Linked DNA regions of Zea mays: regions 1 and 2 are each linked to region 3. Evidence: chromatin contacts called from public Hi-C data. All regions are on one chromosome and are shown on one strand. The core of a region is the stretch at or near the end of the contact, and the rest is flanking DNA. Distances in the headings are between cores, read along the strand shown.

Evidence for each region. A called contact is a pair of places that touch in the nucleus more often than the background predicts.
Region 1: a Hi-C map of root tip shows a contact between it and region 3, with 3 times the contacts expected there. The contact joins the promoter of LOC100273191 here to the promoter of LOC100192052 in region 3. A contact is called at or near these places in 7 of 25 Hi-C or Micro-C datasets (ear, endosperm, leaf and 2 more) and 1 of 3 datasets of contacts at active chromatin or transcription factors (seedling).
Region 2: a Hi-C map of ear shows a contact between it and region 3, with 3 times the contacts expected there. The contact joins the promoter of LOC100192539 here to the promoter of LOC100192052 in region 3. A contact is called at or near these places in 10 of 25 Hi-C or Micro-C datasets (bundle sheath, ear, endosperm and 3 more) and 2 of 3 datasets of contacts at active chromatin or transcription factors (leaf and seedling).

What each region holds. Positions count from the first base shown.
Region 1 is chr1:293,493,731-293,496,643 of Zm-B73-REFERENCE-NAM-5.0, forward strand. LOC100273191 reads right to left here and starts at 1,457. Exons shown (of 5, transcript NM_001147635.1): 1 at 879-1,457. The coding sequence starts at 1,330.
Region 2 is chr1:293,526,523-293,529,222 of Zm-B73-REFERENCE-NAM-5.0, forward strand. It overlaps LOC100192539 (putative zinc metalloprotease EGY1 chloroplastic), which reads right to left and starts at 1,284. Exons shown (of 10, transcript NM_001137758.1): 1 at 763-1,284. The coding sequence starts at 1,119.
Region 3 is chr1:293,660,582-293,663,281 of Zm-B73-REFERENCE-NAM-5.0, forward strand. LOC100192052 (Ubiquitin-conjugating enzyme E2 2) reads left to right here and starts at 1,276. Exons shown (of 5, transcript NM_001137475.2): 1 at 1,276-1,540; 2 at 1,674-1,699. The coding sequence starts at 1,416.

The DNA.
Region 1 (2,913 bases), core at 207-2,706, 170 kb before region 3:
AAACATGGTACTGTTTCTTCATGGGAACATTAATTTTATTAATACCTCTGGTCACATGAATTCAAACAAATGCCACTCCAAAATGGATTTTGATTGATGCAGTGATGCAACATGACTAAGGGACTGCTTGGTTCGCTGCCTAACTTGCCACAATTTGCAGGCTTAAGGTTAGTCAGGTTTGACCATCTTAGGCATATGTTCGGTTTGTAGCCACAGCTGTGGCAACTGATAAGATTTTTCTCAACTGTGTAGGTCCCACTCGTCAATGATTTTTAAAAGTGTGCTAAAATTTCCTTAGCCATACTAAGATGTGGCGAAGAATTTTAGCGCCTAACTTTAGACAAGTGTGGCAGAAAATATATGGCAATGGCGCCTTGGCATACAACCAAACATGCCTTAATTTCAGGATAACATCAAGCAGTTACAGTTCAATGGGTTGAGCAATGGAAATATTAATGATTAACACAAACAGGGAAGCAACCGAATGAAACTGTAATAAATACATCATTGCAGGCATCTGTGTGATCACAGCTGTAGCACAACTGAATCACATCTAGGTACTATAGATCGCCAATTTTGTTAGACAGCGTTCGTTGTAAAACTCACAGGCCACTTAATAGGCTGGAGCAATACAAACACATCCAATCCAAATCAACTAAAATCAGGCACCGAAACAAAAACATGGACTATCATGTAGAATAATCACTAAAATAACACCCAACATCCACCAACTACTTTCAAATCAAACTAATTCGGCAGATACCCTGTAACCAATCTAGCCACTAGACACTCGTTCTAAACCTAAACAGAGCTCATTACTCAATGCAAGCTGCTTTAAGGCGGCAAGAGAGAAGGGGACAAAACTCCTAGATCATTACCACATGGATCCGCGGTACTTGAGAGTGTACGGTCCGGACTCTAGGGAGCGGTCAAAGTGCGAGTGCACCTTGTGCTTGCCCTTGCCACTCTGGTCTAGAAGCGTGAGCTCGAAGAGCGCGCGCACGTCGGTGCCGTCGGACGCGAGCGCGATGAAGACCGAGACGTAGCCGGAGTTGTCCTCGGGGTTCTTCCCGTCTGGGTAAAAGTAGATCGCCCACTGGTAGCCGCCGACGGTGAAGGTGTCGCTGGCGATGTGCTTCCCCACGCCCATGCCCTTGGCGAGCGAGTAGCCCTGGATCACGAAGCGGTGGGACCCGTTCACCGTCTGCGTCACGGAGCGCGAGCTGGTCGGGGACGCCGCCAAGTCCCGCGCCCGGTCGCCCGACGCCGCGGCATGGTGCGGAGGGGAGGCCTCGCCCCCGTCGCCGAGGCCGGCGTCCTCGTCCTCCATGGGGAGGGGAGCGGCGAGGGAGGAGAGGCTAGGATTTGGGAGCGGGAGGTTCCTCGGCAAGGTCGGGGACGGGGAAAGAAGCGGACGGGATTGGGGATTGGGGTTGCTGGGCTTGCCGAGGGCGAGGAGATGGGGGTGGAAGTGGAACCGTGGAAGAGGATGGAAACAGGAGACCTGGAACGGAAATGAAATGGAGAGGAAGTCGACAGGGGACGGGACAATGCCAGCTTGGAAGGGTCTACCGGTTGTTTTGTGGACCAAAAACGGCTATATATAAATTGTTATGGTTATTAATTATTTTGCGTTATAAATCATAGTGAAAATAAGAATAGAAAGTCTGATAACCTTAGTTTAGTAGCGTTTCCATACCACGACGAAAAATAACATGTCGTGTCACTCTACTCATATTTACTAGTTGGTACAAATTTTCCTCTGTCCCTGCATACCTATGACTATGTCTATGTAGGTCAAAGATATCCATCCTATGGCTATGTGTTTGTTTGGTTTAGCTTTTTATGAGTAGCTTTTCTGAAAACCTGGCTGTGGTAAAAAGTTGGATGTGGTTTAAGTGTTTGGTTCGGCTGCTGTGGGAAGAAACTGATGGTTAGAATCTAGTTGTTTGGATACGGAGATTCTGAGATTGTAAGTATAGAGTGAAAAAAATGAAACAGGGAAAGACACAATAAACAACGCTTGACTACAATTAGACAGATATGTCCACTGCACCATTACTATGCATTGGTTCACATAAATAACTACGACACTAATGCATTAGCAATTTCATCTCTAAATGCACTCATGTCTAACTCATCTGATGTGCTAGTACTACTCTCACATATACCTACATCCTGAACATACGTCGTGCTAGGTACAAACTGGTCAAAGTCGCAATCGTGTATAGCACTATCTCGAATGAAGTTATGCAACGCCATGCATGCAATAATTATCTTTGATTGTTTACTAAGTGAAAATGATGGCAGATTTAGAAGGATTCTCCACTTCATCTTCAGCACCCCAAATAAACGCTCTATCACATTCCTCAGTGATGAGTGGGCATAGTTGAAAACTTCTTTGGCACCAACTGGTTGCCGCGCATGTTGTCATTCCGAAATATGGTATTTCTGACCCTTATAAGGTGCAAGATATCCCTTCCTGTTAGGGTACCCTGAATCTACAAGATAACATTTCTCTGCAAAATGTCACAAAGGTTAAGGACATACATAACGTCATTAAGTACAAATGCTAAGTCTTGTAAAATATACCAATACCTTCTGGAGGATGCGGGAACCGATCCCCGTACGTGATCAAAGTATCTTGTAGCACTCTAGTGTCATGCACCGAACCAGGCCACCTAGTCACAACAAAAGTGTACCTCATATCGAAGTCACAGACCACCATGACATTCTACTATGCGTAACCATGACGACCAATATATTTTGGTTGCTCAGTCGAAGGCACAAACGCGGGAAAGTGGCTTCCATCGATTGCTCCTATGCAGTCCTTGAAATGTGGCCAAAATCGAACCTCTCGTAGCCTAGGATGCATGTCAGTGAAATGGTGGTCCCTAGGCTTAATAACGTCAT
Region 2 (2,700 bases), core at 34-2,533, 130 kb before region 3:
CCTATGAAGGATGGTGCCTGTGCACAAGTATGCACCTAGCGACTCAGTTTGGGCAAACATATTTACATCACCAGAGGTTAACTTGGATTAACTATGTCTGGAATGTCACGTGTTATGGGTACGATTGGATGCTGCAGCGTGCAAGCCATGTCAAACCATTGGCTAGCCAAAAATTGGTGGAGGACGGCCATACTTGGGCTAAAAAAAGGACTGCGGCATGGGCACTGGAACCAGGCCAAGCTAAATAAATCTCTTGCTGCCATCCAAATGATATCCTTGCCCATGGTCAACGACCAAAATGAGGTTGGGCTTCTACAGACGACAGGTAATAATTCAAGCGTACCCTATATAACCGTACTATTATTATTTACTCGATCTCTAATATACAGCTTACCAGCAGCTAGTACACACAGTATATACGTGAATTCAATCTGAAAATCAACAATGAACAGATGAACAAAAAGTTAGCCCATGCGTCTCTAATTGTGTAAAATCCTCTCATTCCAGAAAAGCTCTGGCCAGTGAATGGTCAAGACTCAAGGCATACTACTGAGCTCAATACAAAGCTACACCTACACGGCCACACCCACACAAAACTCTCTACAATTCGTTCACAATTAACCCAACGCCCACAGCTACCCGGCCCATCGAAATGAACAATGCCTCCCACCAGAAACAAAATAACAAGCAAACCCTGTGTAAGTGAATATTACTCCAACGCAAGCAATGCAAAGGTTGATCCATTGTGCATTTGGTTGTTACCCCGGACGACGAGGATGAGGAAGAAAAGCTCCCTGACCGACTCCGCTCGGACGCCAGCTCCTCCCCAGCGCCCACCTGTGTCTCCGCTGGAACCGAGGCCGGGGATGCCGCCGCCGTTGCCGATGTCTCCTCCTCGCCACGCTTTTCCCCCTCCTCCCCGCCGCCCCCGTCGGTGGAGAAGCATCGAAGCCGGTCGCGCCGCCTCAGGGCCCTCCACCCGACCTTCAGCCTCCATCCCAAGCACACGCCGATCGAGCAGACTGGACCCGAACTAGAAGCGGAGGCCTGGGGCCTGGGGAGGCGGAGGCGGGAGGTAGTTAGGTGAACAAGCGGCGAGCTCGCAAGCGCGGCGGCCATCCCCGGCTTGGTGTGCAGCGCCGAGCGGCCCTCCAAGTTCGCCGGTGCGGTGGTCGCAGCGGGAGGCGGGGAGAGGGTGGTGGACTGGTGGGGACTGGGGAGGATAGGGTGCGATGCGACTGTCGACGGGGGACGGGAGGAAGGGGGAGGGGAGAGAGGTGCTGGATTTGGTTCGGACCGACGTGGCAGCGAGTTTGGCGGCGAGCCGGCGATGCTTTCCACTTTCCAGCGTCCAAAGTCGAAGTGTCCAACGCAGGGTGGGGAATCTACTTCCCGTCTAGTTTGGAGCAAGAAAACCTAAGAATATTTTAGGGACCAAATGCTAGTTTGGAATCTCATTTTTCTAAAGAATTTATATTTTACAATTTTTCAAAGTTTATATGTAAGTTTATCTTAAATTTATATAATGAGAGATAAAAATTAATTCTATAGATTTACATTCTACTTTTCTAATGTACAATTTATAACATACTCCTCTATTTGCTTCTAAATAACATAAGTATAATGTATAACTATTTCTCTCATATAATTTAGAATAATATATAAATATATTATATAAATATATTAACTTATAGTTTGTGTATAAATTATGATTATTAGAATGAAATTCAATTCCAACGAAACAAACAGGCCCAAGAGAAATTAGTCCATTTTTCCTTACGAAAATAGAAATCTCTCGGAAAAATGGAGTTTTTTAAACCAGTCCTAACCTTCTCTTTGACTTTGTGGCTCCCAAACTAGCTCCCACAGTTCTACATTTGTAGTGGTTAGCAAGATTGTGGGATGTAGCGGGCTCTTTGTCGGCCTGGCCAAGGACTCATGCATGCCTTTTGGGTTTAGGTTCTAGTCTGCAGCGAGAGCAACCTCAAACCATCAATCCAGAAAATTTGAATGGGAAATCGATTTAGGGTCTCTTTAGCATTACTCTATCTCTAACTCGTCATGGAACACTACCAAACAGTTAAAAATGGTTTCTCATTAAGAGCCCTCCAAGAGTTAGAGTTGTTTTCTTGTTGGGAGCCGAAGCACTAAAAACTTGTTTTCTATCGACTAATATATTTCCTTATACACCATTTGAAATAAATATAAGAGAATCGGTTTTGCCAAACAAATTGAAAAACGGTTGTGACTCCTTTAGAGAAGCCAAGTAGCCAGAGGACTCAGAGACGAAGTTGTTTTCAGAGGATCCATAGCTTGCCAAAGGGGCCTTAGAGGAAGCCCATGGTGTTTGGATTTCGTCTGGCTACTATTCAGTGTGACTACAATATACCATGGTGCATTATGTTTATAACATTTTATTTTGTTAGAAGTATTCTTATCCTTAGATCATGTTTATAACCTCTAAATCTAATAATTAGTTGCTAAAATTAGTTTTAGAGTTTTCAAACACCTCTAGCTAATACTCTAGCTAATTGTTAGCTAACTCACAACTAACAATTAGTTTATTAGTTGGTTGAACCATCTAATAATTTATTAGCTGACTAACTATTAGGTCTATGTATTCCAAACACGACCATAGTTGTGGAATATTTTTTCTATTATTTATTATCATCTAAATTAGAAATCGAAGAAAAGATGTTA
Region 3 (2,700 bases), core at 26-2,525:
GTTACTTTCGGCAAGCACATCTCATCTGGTGAGCACATCTCATATTGATATTGTTGGTTAAAGTTTGGTTATTCTTGGATTCAAAATAACACGATGAGTTGTGTTCTTGTAGGTAGGCTATGATATGTTTCTGACACATTTTTTGCTAATGGCTTCTAGGAAACGACACAAGATTGGTGAGGTGATCGCCAAATCTTGCCTGGAGAAAGGGATCTCCAAAGTTGTCCTAGATCGAGGCAGATTCCTCTACCATGGTGCGTAAAAGCTCTTGTTGATTCTGCTAGAGAGCACGTGCTTGAATTCTGAATCCGTCCAAATGTGTGTTCATATATATCTTCAGGATCACCTATAATCTTTTCCCTTTTTTCTTTAACTACGTATGTCGAGCAGGGTTGTTTACAGTTTGTTTTCGTTTATGTTCTTCAATATTCCAGGCATAAATGATAGAACTCGGTGCTAGAAGCAGTTCCGCATGTTGTCCACCCTAAGGACGATGGCTTGATAGGATGGCCTTCCATTTGGAGCAGATGATATTGTGCTCTTATGCTTAAGAGTGGGTCGTAGGGTTCATGGGCTCTCTCCAGTTTGACAGAGTGAGATGCTTAACATGAGTAGATTAGGCGGTGGCAGGAATTCCGCTGTGCTGATTAGTTTCTCGGGAGAGTAAGGCACTTACATTGTTCTCGATTAGCAACGTGTATACCTCATCGCTCCTTGTCGTAGGCCTTACAGCTCGTGCTTCGGCTTTCATGCAACCCCCCTCCTTGCTTCGATTAGCAACACATGATTAGAATTATTTCTGTAGGTTTTGGTAGATAATGCTTTATAGTAGTAGAGATTAGATGTTAGAAAAGAATATTTTAGATATTGAGGTCGATGATTATCTTGTTCGTTTTCATGTACCGTTTTGCACTAACATTCTATCGAATAATTTATATATCATCGCGACATTGCAATGTGTAGTGGTGAAATAGTTAGATTAAAATAATAAAATTTATGTATGATAAAATCACAAACGGATTACGAAACCTTTTCTTTTTACAGTATATCACATTTATACATAAATTATCTTGGTATTATATATAAGTTATCTTTGTATTATATATTCCCGTTGCAACGCACGATCACTCGTTGGGCGAGGGGCGCGTGGGGGCAACGCGACCTCGGCCGCTCGGGGAAGGGTCGGTCCACACACGCCGCTCGCGCTTCGCGTCGGTTTTATGCACGACTCCTTTTCGCACCCGGCTGGCCGGCTCCCCACCTGCTCGCCTCTCGCTCCGAAGCTTCTCCTCTCGCGTATCCTACCAGGAGGGTGGGAGACCCAGGGAGCGGAGGTGTGCGAAGCTCGCCTCGCACCACGCGCTGCGGCCTGCGGGGCGAGAGATCGGGGCCTGAGCTAGGGTCTGGTGGCGGAGATGTCGACGCCGGCGAGGAAGCGCCTGATGCGGGACTTCAAGCGCCTGCAGCAGGACCCGCCCGCCGGCATCAGCGGCGCGCCGTACGACAACAATATCATGCTCTGGAACGCCGTCATATTCGGGTATCAGCCCGCCTATTTCTGTGATGTTAGGTTAGCTAGCCTAAGGATCTAGTGAGGCGTGAGGCCGCGATACTTTTGGTGGGTTTTAATGCTGACTGTGCTTTTTCTCTTGGTGTTTGTTGCGATTCTGCAGGCCGGATGACACGCCGTGGGATGGAGGTGAGACCCATCCGATTTAGTTTGGCTCGATCTGTAATTGTTCAATAGCTGGCGTCTGCATTTTTTGGGTACTGCCAATGTCGTTAGTTGATGATTGGTTGACTGAAATACTGAATTCTACCTTATATGCCGACTGTTCTATAGTTGTGCACGATAGGTCCCAAATTTCTCGTCTGATTTGCATCTCGAAGCATATATGCAAACAAATGTTAACGAACTGCAAATATTAACCTCTACGAGCTTAAGAACAAGCTGCCTGCATAGAATCCGTGCTTCACTTGCATGCTTTCATGATGAAGGTATCTTCCAGTTGTTTCGTTCCTTATGCACCGTTTTCCAAAAAAAAAGAGCCTGGTCTGTAATGCCTTTTTTGTTCTTTATTAATGCTAACGGTTGTCACAAGTTACCAAAGGGAAGGCATGTCTGATTGACATGAAAGATATTAATAGTTAAACTCTGAATATGTGTGTTTTGCCAAGCATACTACTACATCTAGCTTTTATTATCTTTCTTATACAGCTAATAAAAGGCAAACATCATAGCATTGGGAAGTTGGAATTGTAAATTGTCTTGTTGTTTTTGACATCAACATGGTCTTCAATAATTGTTTACAATAGGCGCCATATTTCTCGTTTGATTTGGAACCTCGAAGTGAAGATGCAAATCAATGGATACGAACTATGAATATTTACCCCTACGAGCTTAGGAACAAGCTGCCTACTTAGGAACCTTGCATTTATTTGCATCATTGCATGTTTTCCTGATATAGGAGCCTTGCAGTTGTGTCATCCCTTTTATATTGTTTACCGAATAAGTTTTTTTTTCTCGAAACACGCAGCAGAGCTGCGTATAATTTATATTAAGAAAGAGAAAGGTCTTACCGAATAAGTAAAGCTGTGATGCCTTTATTTTTTGTTCTTTAGATGCTAACGATTGTCAGAAGCTACCAAAGGGAAACATGTTTGTTTGACATATTATTTAGTCAATTCTGGGTATGTGCA